Regions from separate parts of the Mus musculus genome. Here region 2 is linked to region 1. A link is a contact called in public Hi-C data. All regions are on one chromosome and are shown on one strand. Each heading gives the region's core, a stretch centred on a gene start, on an enhancer-like site or on the middle of the called end of the contact. The rest is flanking DNA. Distances are from core to core; before and after follow the strand shown.

Region 1 (7,902 bases), core at 1,728-4,227:
GTACTCCTGGTAGAGGACAGCTGGGCGGGGCGGGGAGCGGGAGCTCTTTACCCTTGCCAGAAACACTAATTGGGCGCCAACTGTACGCCAGCCCACCTGCTAGTCCCTGGGAGTGCAATTCTCTTCCTTGCAGCACACTGTCTCTACCTCCCAGCTCCCCCCAAAGCGGGATCCCCAGTTTCCAACGTCCCCGGCCCCCATCTCCCCAGAGCCCCTCGCAGCATCTTCGCACGTACAATTAAGGAGGAAGCGGGACTGGCGCCTCTCAGTGGCGCTGCTGGGATCCTGAGTCGGCTTGTCTTGCGTGTCCAGCCTAGGAAAGAGCGTCAGGACCTCTTTGCATCCCTCCCCAACCCGAGCCCCAAGAGAGAGGTGGGTACCTGGGTTCCACCAGACCACCGTGGACCTCGTTTAGATCGACGGGTCCTGGAAGCGACACACTGTCCGCCCTTGTCTCGGCTCTTCGGGATTCCCTCACGGGCAGTTTCCCTACAGAAAACAAGAGCTGGGGTTGGGCGATACAGAGAACAACACGGAGCACCTGGCTGATCACCCGAAGACCTTAACACGGGTGGGTAGGCTGTGCCCTGCCTGCCTAGTTCAGGCTACTCTCAGAGCCCGGAGAATAGCTGGTACCTTCCCGGATGGCTCCAGCACCTGAGCCCGAGGTCAGAACCCTGGTGGCAGTGCTGCGCCCCAAGCGCAGAGAGGAATGCAGCCTAGTCATCAGCTCTGAGGCCGAGAAACGCCTTCGCTCCGGTGCCTCAAGGCCCCCTCTGGCGTTCCCAGAAAGCTCCTGGGGCCCGGGCTCTAGAGCACACAGAGCCTGCTCTTGCGCAGCCTGGCCAGTCTCCAGAAGGCCCGTAGGGGTCTCGGTGCCGGTGGCCTCTTCGTTATGATACACCTGCATCTTGCGCCCTAAGGGTGAGGATAAAATAACACCTGTCACCCCCTGTAGTCTGCCCCATCTTCCTCCTTGTGGCGGCATGACCCTGAACATCAAAATAAGGTCCCCAGGGCAATGAGATCATCGCAAGAGCTTTACATAGAGACTAGAGGGCCTGACAAGGGAACAGGGAAATAGGGGCTGCCAGGCTAGTTATGTAATCCTGACAAGTCACTTGGGCTCTATGAGCCATCTTTCCCTTGTCCCTAAAACTTGCCCTGCCTTTTGGGGCATTCCGGAGTTTAAAGGGTTCAAAAAGAGCCACCAAGTCCCTCCCCTGGCTGCCCCTCCCCCCCCCCATCGTGACTCACAGGCTGACTTCTCTGAGCCACTGTGGCTGGCCCTGCGTTGGGGCTGCATGTGCTGAGAACTCCACGGTTCCACCAGAGTTGGGGGCTGGGCACCAGGACAGTGAGGCCAGCTGCCAGCCCTGCCGGGTCTCATTCCTCCACTGGTGGAGGCGATATGGGTATCTGGGCCTCCTGGGGACGTCGGCCATAACAGTCCTTGGAGAGGGGCAGGGGTTGCCAGGGACCAGCGGCTACCGGGAGCTTGCAGCTCCTCTGGAGCAATGGGAAAGAGATCCACACACAGTCGGCTCGGAGGCAGCTCCACGAAGGACAGGCTCTCCTGCTGGCACACAGCTACTGGGCGACGGGCGGTGCCAGGTGGTCCAGCCAAGTGAGGCTGGAGGGTTGCAGGTGGCCCACAGTCCATTCCTTCTTTACTCTGTCACCCTCCTGGGCCTGCAGGAGAGAAGGTGTCAGACCCAGATATAGTACGACAGGGAGGGACAGTGAGCCACCATGTCCTGGAGGCCCGCACAGACCCTCATGCACACATGTGCACAGGACACAGATACACTCACATGTCTGTTTAATAAACGCCAGTAGGAATCACCAGCACTTAGCAGATGAGGAAGCACCCACATAGCATCTCATTTAATCTCCATCGACTGACTTAAGGAACTGACGCCTGTAGGTGAGAGAGCCAAATGGCAGAGCCAGGATTCTCACACAGGTGTCACGGCTTCCAAAGCTGCGTTCTTAGCCACCTAGGAAATTCTCTCACATGTGGACATGTGACCAGACATACAGATAACATACACTGTCACACGAATTCATGCTCCAGCACACAGACCCACATTTTCTTCTGGCAAACATAGTTTCACAGATAACTTGAAACATGTCAAACTCCAGTACCCGGTATACAGTCACCAGTCACATCCTTTTTGTTTTTTTTGGTTTGGTTTAGTTTGTTACACAAGCTTAGATTTTTCTCTTACTCTCTCTCTCTCTCTCTCTCTCTCTCGCTCTCTCTCTCTCTCTCTCTCACACACACACACACACACACACACACACAAGTTCCAGGCATGTACGCACATTCCAGGATGCAGATACACACAGCCCCCAATGTCTCATTCTGAAGTTATCCAACCCCTTCCATACCCAGACTTGAGGCCCTTCACGCTGAGTGATGCCTACAGCCTTGCCAAGCTGGCTGGGAGGGTCACAGACTGGCAGGAGGGCCACCACCCAGATTAGTCCCTCCCAGGAAAGAGCAGAGAGATGCCCAATCCCCAGTTTGGGGTGACTGAGGGGTTTATCCCCATTCCAGCTCCCAGACACTGGATCAAGCCAGGCAGAATGGGCCGTTTCTGGGCAGGACGCCATCCCTGGGCAGTGTGCCAGCACCCCAGGGCGGGATGGTGAGCCCAGTGGTCCAAGACCCTCAAACCTCTGCCCTGGGCCCTCTGTGGCCTCTCTCTTGCCCCTCACCTCTTCAGCTGAAGCTGCTGCCGCCTGCCTGCTCCGGCAGGGAAGCCCTGTCTCTGCCCAGCTGGCTGGGGGAGATCCCACCCAGACAAAGAGTTTGATTCATCAAACCCTGTGGTGAGGCAAAGAGAGGGAGGGAGCAGGCAGCGGGCTGGGGCTGGGCGGGGGCCTACACTTGCCTGGTTGCGCTGTGGGCAGTCTGGGCAGCGAGGACCCCTGCAGAGGCCCCTTGGCCAAAGGGGCAGTGCCCAGTCTGGCAGAAATAAGAGGGAGACCCAGAGAAATGGCGGCCTTAGAGACAACAGCTCAGGAACTGGCTCTGGAGACTCTGAAGAAGAGAAACCACAGAGGGTGAGACCCTTGAGGCCCCGGGGACAGGCTGAGGCTGAGACACCTCAAATCTCAGACTGGTCCAGATTCCCAGGCAGATGAGAAGTCCCGAAAACAAACAAACAAACAAACACAGGGAGACTGACTGGGGTGAAGAAATAATAGCTCAGTGGGGTTGCCTGGTGGAAGAGCCGAAACAAAAGCTGTTAGAATCTGAGTTGGCATGAAGCAAACCACAGGCACTAACACAGAAGGGGGCTGGGCCCAGTCCAGTCTCAGTATGCCAGGAAGGCTTCCTGGAGGAGATCCCAGCTTACTGTTGCAAGGTTCAAACCCTCAAGGACTCAGTACAAAAAGATGGAGCATTGACCCCAGGCCGGAACCAGCAACATCAGGGTGCGTCTGGTATATGAGAGTTGGGGCTCCCCACTGTACCCCAGCTTCTTCTCTCAGTTTGGGGGGGATTGAGGGAGAGGCTGGCTGTTTCTCAGGGGCTCTCTCCCAAAAAACTGCTGTACCTCACTCCCTTGTTTAGCCCTTGTCCCTTAGGTCTATAAGTACTAATCTGGGTAGCTCACTCAACCTAAAGTAGGAGAGTTGGTACCCACTTCCTGATGCTAATACAAGAATTAACAGCAATGCCTCAGGTACAGGGCACTGTGAGCCTTGTCTCTGGTAGGCGGTCCCCTGAGTGTCATCTCACTTTTTGGTGGAGGATGCCTTGGGCCAGCAGCCAGTAGTAGGAGCAAGCAGAAGGGGGGCAGAGTCAGCTCCTGTCCAGCACACAGGTCTCTTTTAGGTGTAAGTGCATACTCGGGCCTAGAATCCCCCCTCCACGCCCCCCGGAGAACAACTCCTGTCCACCATGATTTATGAAGTTAAATAAGCAAAACATCAGATCTTAAGGCAGAAGCATCTTCAGACCTCAGAGGAGAAGGCTGAAGGAGGAGCTAAGGGCTTTCAGGAAGACAGGATAAAGAGATGTGTCAGGGGTGGGCAAGCTGGTCTGCTTCCACAGTGCTCAGGCCTGGAAAGGTCATGGCTAGACAGGGGTTCCAAGCCAAGCAGAGTGTCAGGAAGAGGACATGGGAGTTGCCTGTCAAGCTGGGGCGCCAGCCCAGTAGCTTCTCAGGATGCAGACCACCCAACGCTGATGTTAGTGATTTAGGTCCAGAGCTGGGTTTAATACTGGGTAGCACTTCTCTGATGATAATATAAAAATGAAAGTCTCAGGGACTTCAGGTGGCTGGGTACCCAGATGTGACCCCAGGACACACTAGAGCTCTTGAAGCAAGGATCCCTCTGGAAACCAGGGTTTGAGGTCCTGTGTTGACACTGACCAAGCCCATCCTCAGGCCTTGGTATCCTCATGTGACAGGTGACCCTCAGGTCCCCCTTTATGAAACCTGTTTCATAGGTGTCTCTGCAGGCTGAGAAGGATCGGCAGAGGCCAAGGGATGGTCTCTACTAGTTAGAGAGGGTAACCAGCCTGCCTAGCAAGTTGCCAGAGCATCCCTAGGCACTGCTGTTGTCTGGGACAGCACCTCTGGCCCTGGTACCCAGCCCTCCCTCCCTCCCTGCTCCATGCCCTTTGGCTGCCTGCTCAGAGGAACAGACCCTGCCAGATTCCCTTGTTCCTTAAGGGACAAAACCTAGTTGGAGGTCATGGCCAGAAAGGGGGTTCCAAGCCAAGCAAAGTCCCAGGAAGGCAAGAATGGACTGAAGCCAGAAACAGCAGGCAGACAGCACAAAGGACTCCCTCGGGATACAGGAAGGGGAGGACGGTTGCTGACCCAGGGCCCTACCTCAGCCGGGGAGCTCCTCCGTCAAGCTGCTGGTACAGTCCAGGGCTCCAGGCCACCCTGGGGGCAATGGGGTTGTAGCCAAGTCCTCAGAGGACCATGTCAGCATGGCTCCAAGGCCGGGCAATGTAAGCTCCTGGGTATTGTGTGGGGCAGGGAGGGGGGAGGCGAGGGGGAGGGAGCCTTGCAGAGGCAGGCGGCTGTCTCAACGTGCCTGCTCCCCGCCCCCCTTCCCCAGAACCGGTTTGGCCAGTCAGGTACAAGAGGGGGCTGGAACAATGGGAGCCCTATGCCTCCCAGAAGCTCGGAGGGACCCCAGACAACTGCCTAAAGATGGGGTTAGCTGGGATCTGCTCCTTGGAGGTGGGCCACCCCTCTCTCTCTCTTTCTCTCTCTGGAGCTTCCCAGGTCCTAGGTATGGGCGGGGACTTTGTGGGAGTGGAGGACGTCCTGGAAGCTCCAAATCTGGAATCCCTTCTCGGGGATCTTGAGACCTCCTCTGCCACTCCCCCGCCCCTCCCCCATGAGCCACATCTGTAAATTAGGAACACTCAGCTGCATAGCTGGGGGGACAGAAGTCAGGTGGCCACTCCCCACCAGTGGCTCTTTCCTGCTGCAATGACCAACCTTTAGGTCTTCAGCATGTGCATCCCCAGTGAACCTTCATAGAGAGCAGCAGCCCACAGGGAGTTTTAGTAAGGTCAATGACACAGCTGAGGTCAAGGAAGCCTCTATAGTGATGGCGGGTTGCTCCATGATCTGTGCCAGGCACACGACTTTGCCAAGCCTGCCGAAAAGGTAAAGCCACTTCCTCCCAGTTTCTGGATTGGGTGTGAGCGCCTGTTATGTGTGTGAGCGCCTTGCAATTGGCAAGCGGGTGAGATTCCCAGAGTATGGAGGGTAAGCTGCAAGGACGACGCCCCCAGTGTTGAAAGCCTGTACGCTTCCTGTGTGCAAAGCATGGGTCTACCTACTGTGCGTTACGACCCTCTGAAGCCCACACTGTGACGGCTACCACTCAGGAGCTGAGTACCTGAGGCTTGTACCCCTAAACACGAGTACTCTCCCATCCGTGACGTCCCATCACCTCTTCCAGATGGTGAAACCAAAGCTCTAGGAGCATTGTTAACAAGAACGACATGGGGGCTGGAGAGATGGCTCAGTGGTTAGGAACACTTGCTGCCTTTGCAGAGAAACCAGACTCAGTCCCTGATACCCATATGGCGGCTCACAACCATGTGATCTGACACTTTCTCTTGGCTTTCCTGGACGCTAGGCATGTATGTGGTCCATACACTTACAGACATGCAGGCAAAACTCACACATATAGAAAAATAAAAATGAATAAGTCAACACAAAGAAAAAAAGAAAGAGAATAATCATAATCAGTATGAAACCCAGACTCATCTGGCACCATCACTTGCCAACCTCCTTAGCCACTCACTGACTGGTGTGCTGGGAGACACCTGGCTGACCTCCCTTCCACATCCTTTCCCCTGAAAAATTTGGTATGTAGGTGAGGACGAGCTTGGGATATTGAGCTTTCTGCCTCTACCTTTTGAGTGCTGGGATCACAGCGAGCACCAGTTTACACAGTGTTGGGGCTTGAACTCAGAACCTCTCCTTTGCAGGCGAGCACTCTACCACCTGATCTTCAATCTCCAGGGTTGCTAAGCTAAGCCCGTTCCCTAATCTTCCTATACCATAGGCCTGCTAAACTTCATGCCCAGACCCCAGTGAACCCTCCCTCAGAGTGGGTTCTTTAGCTTCTAGTTGATGACTTTAAGCTCAAAGCGGGGTCCTCTACTCCACCTAAGGACCATTACACCGTGAGACGACACTGTCCAGAGTGAGTGGGAGCGATAGAGTTGTGTCAATGTAGAGCAGGAAGAGGGGATGTGGAGAAGAAAACGCCAACTGACTATTCCTCCCAAGAGGCACTGCCCTGGCCCCTCGCTGGAAACCAGAGGGTTTGGACCTTGGGTTGGGGCCAAGGCGGGAGCCCTAGAAAAAAAGCTTAGGAAATTGTGTTTCTTTCGCACCGGGTCGGGTGGAGCAGGCACTCCTGGAGGAGGGAAGCTCTCTCGGCCCCGTGAAAGTTCAAGGTAAAAGGGGGCGTGTCGAAGGCAAGACTATTGTAAAGGAGCCTGGCCAATCCTTGCTCCACTCTAGCGGGCGGGGCTTGAAAGGGAGGAGCCAGGACGTGGGGGCAATTAGGAGGCGTAATCAGCCAGATGTGGGTGGGGCCAGAGTCCAAAGTCTTACTGACCTAAAGCAGCGCCTCTTGATGGACCGCCAGGACCTCTCCTTGAACTTGTTAGGTACCACAGCGGGCACATTCCACTGGAGCCAGGCTGCCAAAGGCAGGAAGATCAGAAGGAACTGGGGAAAGGGGACCAGAAAATGATTAATCTTTCTGTTTAGTTTTGTCCAGGCAGAGTCTCCTATGTAGCTTAGGCTGGCCTCAAACTTACTACGCAGTCCAGGCTTGATTTGAGCTCGATTTATAGCCAAGGATGACTTTGAACCCGTGACCTTTTTGTTTCCACCTTCTGAGGGCTTGATAACAAGGATGCAGCTTGGCAATAATTTTTTTTTTGAAAAATATTTATTTGGATTTGGAGAGATGGTTCAATGGTTAAGAGAACCGCTCGTGCAGAGGACCCGGGTTAGGTTCCTAGCATCCACATGGTACCTTACAACTGTCTATAACTCCATCTAGGGCATCTGACGCCCTTTTTTGGTCCCTGTGGGTACTAGGTACATATGTGGTGAACACGCAGGCAAAACACTCATACACATAAAGAATAATAAAATAAAAATTTAAATACGATTTCCTTTACATTGTATGAATGCTTGCTTGCATGCACGACATGCATGCTTGGTACCCACAGATGTCAGATGAGGGCTTCGGATCCCGTGGCAAACTGGAGATAGAGAGAGTTGTGAATGTGGGTGTTGGGAACCTAACCCAGATCCTCACAAGAGCTGCCAGCTCTCTTAACTACGGAGCCGCCTCTCTGGCTCCTTGACAATGAATGGTCACATT
Region 2 (7,902 bases), core at 2,587-5,086, 80 kb before region 1:
GAACTTTAGCCTCAGGGGATGCTGGGAAGGCCATGGCAAACTGCTAAGTGCTTAGCTGGGTCCTTTGCAGGGGAAAGAGAGCCCTGACCAGCATCCAAGTTTCCCAGGCTCAGGCCAGGGTGTCATTCAAAAGCCCCCTGCAGAGTCCTCAGGGAGGCATAGACGAGGAAACAGAAATAAATAAAGTTCCAGTGGGCCAGCACCAGGTCGGCAGGGAGACCACTGTGGCTCTTCAAGTATTGTTGGGCACGGCCCCAATGGACTCAGATAGGAATCCCCACTGTGTTGACCTGGTCCTTGAGTCCCAGCAGGCTGTAGGCAATACGCTTCTGGTGGCCAGGAAGACGCACTCCGATCCTTTTGATGTCTCTGTGGATGAAGAGGAAGAGAGGGAGGGTCAGAGACAAGACTGGGAGGCAGAGAGGAAAGCCGGACATAGAGGGGCCTTTGCGGACCTGTGGTGAGGAACATCCATTTATGCAGGCTAAAGAGTTCATATTCTAGCATGGTCTGCCACCCAGAGTCGAGGATGTGATACACTCAATCAAATCTTCATGGGGGTGGGGTGGGGGGTGGGGCCTGGGATAGGTGCTCTGTGTGTGTGTGTGCCTGTGTTCATATGTGTATGGCTGTACACACGTGTGTACACGCAGGGCGAAGCCAAAGCACAATCTTAACTTAGGAACCCCCCCCCCCACTTTATTTTCTCGGTGGCAAGCTCTGAGGGTTGACCTGTCTTTCCTTAGCACCAGGTTCCAAAGAACCGACACTGCGGCCAGCTTCTTTTTGGTGTGGGGGTTTGGGGTTTGAACTCAGTCCCTCACGCTTTCTGTCTGTAGTCAAGAAAGGGTGGGCTTTAATCCCAGCACTCCGGAGGTAGGTAGAGACAAGTGGGTCTCTGAGTTGGAGGAATATGAGTTTGAGCCAACTAGGACTAGCCAGCGATCCCAAGCCTCAAGGAAGGGAGGTTGGTTGGTTGGTTGGTTGGTTGGTTGGTTGGTTGGTTGGTTGGTTGGCTGGCTGGGGGAAGGAATTCACTGCTCAGGAATACATCACTCAAGCCTCTTCATGTCTTTGTAAAAAGGAGCAGACACAGAGGCATGACCAGGCTTTGAAAGGAACCACTCTGATGGAAGAGGGCCTCAAGGTGGGGCACTGGCTAAGCCTGACAGTGGTGTTTCTATACATACTCAGCCGTACAGGGTGGAATTAGGCCCAGTGAGTCTGGGGTTACCCAACACCCTGCCTTTTCTGGCTTCTCGGTGCTTCTCCAGGCCCCCACAGGGTCTTGCAAAATCCCAGCCCCCTTAGTGGTAGGCTTGGAGGTTCTCCCCATATCTATCTTCCAGCCTTCTTGCTGTAGCAGGAGCAGTGTCTCCCTCCCTCCGTCCCTCCCTCCCCACCTGGGTCTGCCCATCCCTGCTCAATGCTTGGTTCTTTCCAAGCTTGTGGGAAAGTCTTGTCTCCAGCATTGCGAACTCCTGGAGCTTGTACCATATAATTAGCTCCAATTACAGCCAAGAGCTGGCCCGTAAAAACCTGGGTGTTTTCATGAGCTAGGGCTGGTGGGTGAGGGCAGTGGAAGAGAAAAACTCCTGAAGTTAGCAACAGACATTCTGCTGACAGCTCCTGGAACCCGACATGCTTCTACCTAGAGTGGGGAGGCCAGGACAGTCTTATCCCTTCTCTGTGGGGCCCCTGGGACCTATCATCAGCCTGGCACTGAGTCCTCAGGCCTCAGGAGGACATTATTGTCCCACAGATTCCCACAGGGAAAGGCAAGTTCCTCTGATGACCTGCAAGCCTCACCCACTGGAGTCTAGCAGAGCCTTAGACTTAAAGGCTCATTAGCAACTAAAGATGCCTCCTGCTGCTTAGAGAAGGGCAGTGGAGCTCCCCAGCAAGGGAAGGAGACCGGGCCACATTTCTTTACTGCTAGTATAGTTTCCAGCACTGGCACCTCCTAGCTGTGTGTCCTCAGAATCCAAGTCTCTGCATCTCTCTGAGTTTCAATTCCCTTATCTACAAGACGGGTAAGAACATCTGAGACCGGGCAAAGTCCCGCCAGCCCAGTGCTTGGAAACCATGCACTTGGGGGAGAGTCACAGATAAACCAGGGTCCAAGCTGGTTCCTGTTCCAACCTCTGTTTCCCCCTCAGGGATGCAGAACACGCATCCCATTAACTTTGTGCAGGAAGAAAGAGACTCAAGCTACTTCCATACCGTCTCTCCTCTGAGGCACAAATCCCATGAACGTAAGCGCCCATGGACACCTACAGTGTGTGTTTGGGGTGTGTGAATAATTGCCTGTGAACACCTACTATGTGTATGTGTGTGTGTGGGGGGATAAGTAGTGCCCATGAACACCTACTGTGGGGCAGGGGAGCATAATGATCCCCAGAGACTCGAGAGTTTTATCATTCACATCTAGCAACTAGATTCTGCTTTTTAAGATCCATCTGGAGTTGTGTACCTACAGCTTGAATGCATTCTGTAGCTTTGACACTGGACAGGGCTGGCCTTTGGGCCTGCTGTTTTGTTCAAGGTACAGTACAATGAAACATGTTCTGTATTTTCTCAAAAGGCTCATCGAGCTAGAAGGCCAACCAACTCCAACACAGCACGTCGGGCACTCGAGCAGAGAGTCAGAGGCTGCAGGGGGAAGAGGCCAGGTCTTTTGAAAGGGAGGCTGAAGCAGGGGAGGTCAGGGTGCTGAAGCCTACATCCTGACCCTAGCAGGAAGGGAGCTAGCTGATTTCTCGCTCCTGTTGGGCTCCATGGCGTGGTCAACACAGTCTGTGGGTTTAAAACGCTCGGCTCCAACCCCACATCCCCTCAGGGCACCAGAGGCAACTCCGTGAGCCAGGGTCTGACCACAGGAGGAAGGAGTGCCGAACGACTTCCGGGCTTTATCCAGATACTTTCCAAATAACCCGTGAGCATGCACACCGCCTGCCTGTCTGTCCAGGAGCCTGTCCCAGCTCGTGGGAAAGGACTTTGTGAGGGGTGCCCCGGGCTATTTTGGGATCCGTCTACGGCCATGTGTTTCCTGTAAACCTGCTTCCATACCCTCGCTGCTGGTTACAGAAGAAAAGCTGTGCTGTCCCAAGGGAGGGGAGGGGAATATGGGATCTGATGGAACCCAGGAGGCTGACCCTGGTTGCCAGGGAAAGGGAGAGGGACTTGAGAACCAGGGCATAGAACCATGATTTACAGGATCCTGGGAATGGCAAAATAGAGGCGATATGATAGATCAAGACATCCTAGGCACGTCACTGACTCACACCCATGGATCCCCACATCGAGAAATGGGTACCAAGGTCCAAGTCAGACCAAATTGCTTGCACAGCAGACGTGGGACATAAATTCAGGTGTTGTCTGCAGATCTAAAGTGTGAGCCCAGATGTTGGCTGGCAGAAAGAGGTATTCTCGGACCTGATGCTTTCTCGCCATATTCTTGTACCTCTCTCCAGTCATTATTTTCCCTGTCTGATTCCCATGACCCACCATTTTCTCGGGTTGGCCACATTCAATGGTCAGCAGGCCAGAAGCCAAAGGCCCTGGAGAATGTTTGTGTCTAACTAAACTCAAGTCCCAGAACATCTAGAGCCCGGGAACATGGGAGGCCCAGGTCACCTCCCCCAAGCAGTTCCCAAAACCTTCCCGCCCCGGGGCCTGTTTCAGCCATGGCCTTGGACACTTGGATCCAGGGCTGTTGGGATCCACAACTATTTTTAGAAGCACAAAGGCTAAAAGGACAATGTCGTATCCCTCCAGGGACAGAAAGAGCTGTCCCTGCCAAGGCTGTTCTGAGAAGGGTCAGTGATGGAGATGGGGCAGAAGAGCTCTGAGGGCCTAAGGTCCAGAGCCAGCAGGCAGCAGATGGCAGGCCAAGAGTCAGCCATATGGGGGAGGGCCCGGGAGGGTTGGCAAGGCTCTGGGTCCTGCTTGGTCAAGGCTAGGATCTCTGCCCCTGGTGGCTGCAAGAGCCGGGGAACAGGTAACCTCTAAGTCTATATAAGCAGTGATACCCAGGGTAGGCAAACAGCCCACCATACACGACAACCTTGGGCTGGCTATATCTCATATTGTTTCCTCATTGTGGAGGAAGAGGCAAGAAGGGGAGGACACTCAGGAAAGAGAGAGAAAGAGATGCACACACACCAAACACACACACATTACACACACACAGGCCCCCACACACCGCACACATACATACACCACCCACACATACCACACAGCACACACACACCAAACAGCGCACAAGCACATACACACCACATACTTACCACACACACACACACACACACACACCATGAAGGGGGAGTGACACGTAGATCAGAGGCTGTCCCCAGTGGTGAATGAAAGGCAAAGTCACCAAGGCGTCTACTCACTCGTTGGACATCTGTACCACCTTCTCGATGGCCGTGTAGCCAGCCACCATGAAGTGTTCCGTGTACTGTTGCATCTTGATGCTCTCCAGCCACTCGGACACCGTACGGAAGGGGACTCCCTCCGAGCCGCTGGTGCTGGGCAGCCGGATGGACACTCTGGGATGGAAATCCACAGGTGAGGGGCTGCTGGACATGACCTACCCAAGCACCTACCCTTCTAACTCAGGCAAGGCACACAGCCCGCTGCGCCTCAGCTTCCTCCTCTGAGCCAATGAGGAAGCCCAGACCCGGAAGGATCCACGAGATTCCTGGCTTCCTGGCACTACTGCTGTTGCTCCATGCCTACCATCACTAGAAGCTGCCCCACCACGCCCCCCGTTACTGCTGGGACTCTGGGTCCTGGAGTCACCTTCCCAGCCTGGCTACCCTCTGTTCCCCTCATCTGCATAGAGCCCGCCTCAGGATGCTTCAACAAGTTAGGAATGTGGCTGATGCTCAGCCCATGCACCATTGGAGCTAGTTTCTTACTGGTCTTACTGGACCGACCATGCCTGGCTAGCCCTTTTCCTCTTTCAGTTTCTGGGGACTGAACTCAAGATTTTTGAGAATTCCAGGCAAACAATTTGTTGCCTGGCAACATCATCGCCCTGATGTGTCATTTCTGAACCCCGTAACAGCCCTGACCCCCCCACCACCACCAGATATCCAGTTGTCCTGAGAAGCCAAGGAGTCCATATGAATGAACACGGATGCTACCTCAGGCACAGGACACAAGACTCACCGGGGATCAAAGTCAGCCAGCGTCTTGAGGGAGTCGGGGGCTCGGATGAGCTTGTCCAGGATGCTAACGATGTCGGCAAACTTGGGTCGGCGGGAGCGCTCTTGCTGCCAGCACTGCATCATGAGCTGGTAAATGGCTGAAGGGCAGTCCATGGGCGTAGGGAGCCGGAAGCCGTCGTTGATGGCTTTCATGACCTGGGGGGACATAAGCATCGGGGTGGCCTTAGCAGGGAAACCACATGGAACTGCTACAGAGACCTCCCTTGGAGGCCCCAACACAGGAACAGAGGGGAGACCCCAAGAAATGGATCAGCACCCTTTCCTAAGGACACACACAGTTTTAGAGCCATCCATGGGGCAAGTGCCGAGGGGCTGTGTCCAGGACCGTAGAGGTCAACCTTGTGCACCCACAATTCAGCCTCCTATCTCTGTCTACTCCCACATTTGGGGCTCTCTCTCCCTTCCGCCATGTCTTAGCCTATCTGCCTTACTGTCTGTCTCCTAGGCCTCTGCAGGGATGTGACCCCTACAAGCAAAATCCCAGGCCTCCAGCCTAGGCAAGGCATCAGGTTACATGTAAATGTGCATACATATATGTATGTACACATATACACATGTATATGTACACACACATTCACATACCTACATGCAGCTATATCCACATGATCAGATCACACATATGCATATCCACACGCACAGCACACATGAACGTGTACATACACCCTTCCCCTTGGGCTGCCTTTGTATTCAGTATAGCACAGGCTGGGTCCTACCCAAGATAGGCCACAGAACAACTGGTGCTGTCTCTACTCTATGCAGATTGATCCCAGGGCCCCAGGGTTTGGGAGGGAGAGGAGGTGGGAGGGGCTGACCTCGTGGTTTGACAGTTCCCAGTAGGGCCGTTCGCCATAAGTCATCACTTCCCACATGACAATGCCGTAGCTCCACACATCGCTGGCTGAGGTGAACTTGCGGTAGGAAATGGCCTCTGGGGCTGTCCATCGAATAGGGATCTTGCCGCCCTGCGGGAGACACAGCCCAGTTACCCCTGTCCCTGTGAGAACTCAAGACCCTTTCTGTCTCTAGGCCTAGGTTCACCCTTGGGTAACATCCAGGCCCCAGATCCAGGGTACCAGCTGCGTCACCTCTGAGCCCTCCACACCCTGGGTGTGACATCCCCCAGCTCCCGACTCACACTTGTGGTGTAGGTGGCCTCGGGGTCATCTTCCAGCACACGCGACAGGCCAAAATCGGACACCTTGCACACCAGGTTGCTGTTGACGAGGATGTTGCGGGCGGCCAGGTCCCGGTGCACGTAGTTCATGTTGGCCAGGTACTTCATGCCGGATGCGATACCCCTCAGCATGCCCACCAACTGAAGTACACTGAACTCACCATCCTTCTCCTGCAGAGATAGGCCCTCAGTGCTGACCGGCTCCCGACACCTCGCCTCCACCCTCCCCACCGCAGAGCATGACCTTACCCTAAGGAACTTGTCTAGCGCTCCATTCTCCATGTACTCTGTGATAATCATCATGGGTTTGTCTGTAGGGCACGGACACGGGAGTGAGTGAGGCTGGTATACGCGTGGCGGCGGAGGTGGGGGGGATGGGGACAGCCAGGGTCAGGTGGTCCTAGGAAGCAGCCCCTTTCCCTGACCGCCTGGGGCCACCCTCACCACCCCCCATCCCCCACCCCAGCACCTCCCAGGCCTCACATTTAGAGACCACGCCCTCCAGGCGGATGATATTGTGGTGGCTAAACTGGCCCATGATGCTGGCCTCGCTCAGGAAGTCCACCCGCTGCTTCTCAGTGTAGCCCGCTTTCAGTGTCTTGATGGCCACCGGTATCTCCTTCTTCCCCGAGGATGCCTTCAGCGTCCCTTTATAGACCTCTCCAAACTCTCCTGCAGGCGGGCAAGGTGTGAGGAGCCTTCCTTAGTCAAGTGGCACCTTGGGCAGGCCCGGTCGGGACTAGGCTATCTGCTCCAGGTGCACAGTAGGTGGGCCAGCCTCACCTGCTCCAATGACCTTCTGCCTTGCCACACAGGATGGGTGGATCTCGGTGGTAAACTTGAGTACAGCCTGGTTGGGGTCTTCGTAAGTGTGAGGATCCACATAGGTCTTCAGGGGCTTTAGTTGTTCTGGAAGGGGGAAGAAAAAGCTGAGGTACAGTGCAGGGAGGTGTTCCCGGGGAGTTGAGGCCCTAGAGAAGGGAAAGCCACAAGACTAGGGACCTCAGGAAGATTCAAATCAAGGGGGGGTTCAGCCAGCATGGAGCCTCTAGGTCCACCACAGAGCTGGGAGCGAGCGCTCCTGAGGAGGGTACATCTTACCTGACTTGGAAAAACGGACATCCTCAGAGGACTGGCGAGCCCGCAGGTTCCTCCTCCTGGAAGAAACCCCGGGGGGACCAGACACTCATGATCAACACAGCCTGTACCGGCCCAAACGACCTCCCAACCAAGCTCTGGCCTCACTGCCCAGCAATCTACTCAGCCTCCATATGGGGCAGAGGGTGAGCGGGAAGGCAGGAGGCCGCCAAGTGTGGCCACATACGTAGCCATGATGAGCCATAAAGAGCTAGGTAGCCCATCCTGCCCGCTCATCTACCCCGTCCCGTGTCCAGGGGAAGCGTGGACACACCGTTCCCAAGGAGCACACACAACCGCAGTGACCGCTGTGGTCCCTAAAGCTCAGTTCATCCTCCCACAGGGACGCCATCCTCA

The links. Hi-C and Micro-C count contacts between places; a contact is called where the count stands out from the background.
Region 2: a contact with region 1 is called in a Hi-C map of liver, with 2.2 times the contacts expected there. The contact joins the enhancer-like site here to the promoter of C630004L07Rik in region 1. A contact is called at or near these places in 2 of 484 Hi-C or Micro-C datasets (bone marrow-derived macrophages and liver), 5 of 115 datasets of contacts at active chromatin or transcription factors (embryonic stem cells, extraembryonic endoderm stem cells, microglia and 1 more) and 3 of 9 other capture datasets (adipose tissue, liver and pancreatic islet).

The regions. Positions count from the first base shown.
Region 1 is chr4:141,239,965-141,247,866 of GRCm38.p6, reverse strand. It overlaps C630004L07Rik (RIKEN cDNA C630004L07 gene), which reads left to right and starts at 2,977. Exons shown (of 2, transcript NR_165245.1): 1 at 2,977-3,072. Arhgef19 (Rho guanine nucleotide exchange factor (GEF) 19) reads right to left here. Exons shown (of 18, transcript NM_001379647.1): 2 at 7,123-7,235; 3 at 2,901-3,049; 4 at 1,258-1,692; 5 at 637-918; 6 at 381-489; 7 at 237-313; 8 at 1-20. The coding sequence starts at 1,663.
Region 2 is chr4:141,320,880-141,328,781 of GRCm38.p6, reverse strand. It overlaps Epha2 (Eph receptor A2), which reads right to left. Exons shown (of 17, transcript NM_010139.3): 9 at 7,510-7,565; 10 at 7,192-7,317; 11 at 6,892-7,080; 12 at 6,658-6,719; 13 at 6,370-6,579; 14 at 6,047-6,196; 15 at 5,176-5,369; 16 at 4,395-4,550; 17 at 1-369. The coding sequence ends at 264. Among named protein-coding and RNA genes, the nearest start is that of Epha2, 24 kb to the right of the region's middle. Within about 2 kb of position 3,836, at least 11 of the 459 cell types and tissues checked have an H3K27ac peak or open chromatin away from gene starts, as enhancers often do. A contact at or near this core is called in adipose tissue and liver, where this site is marked.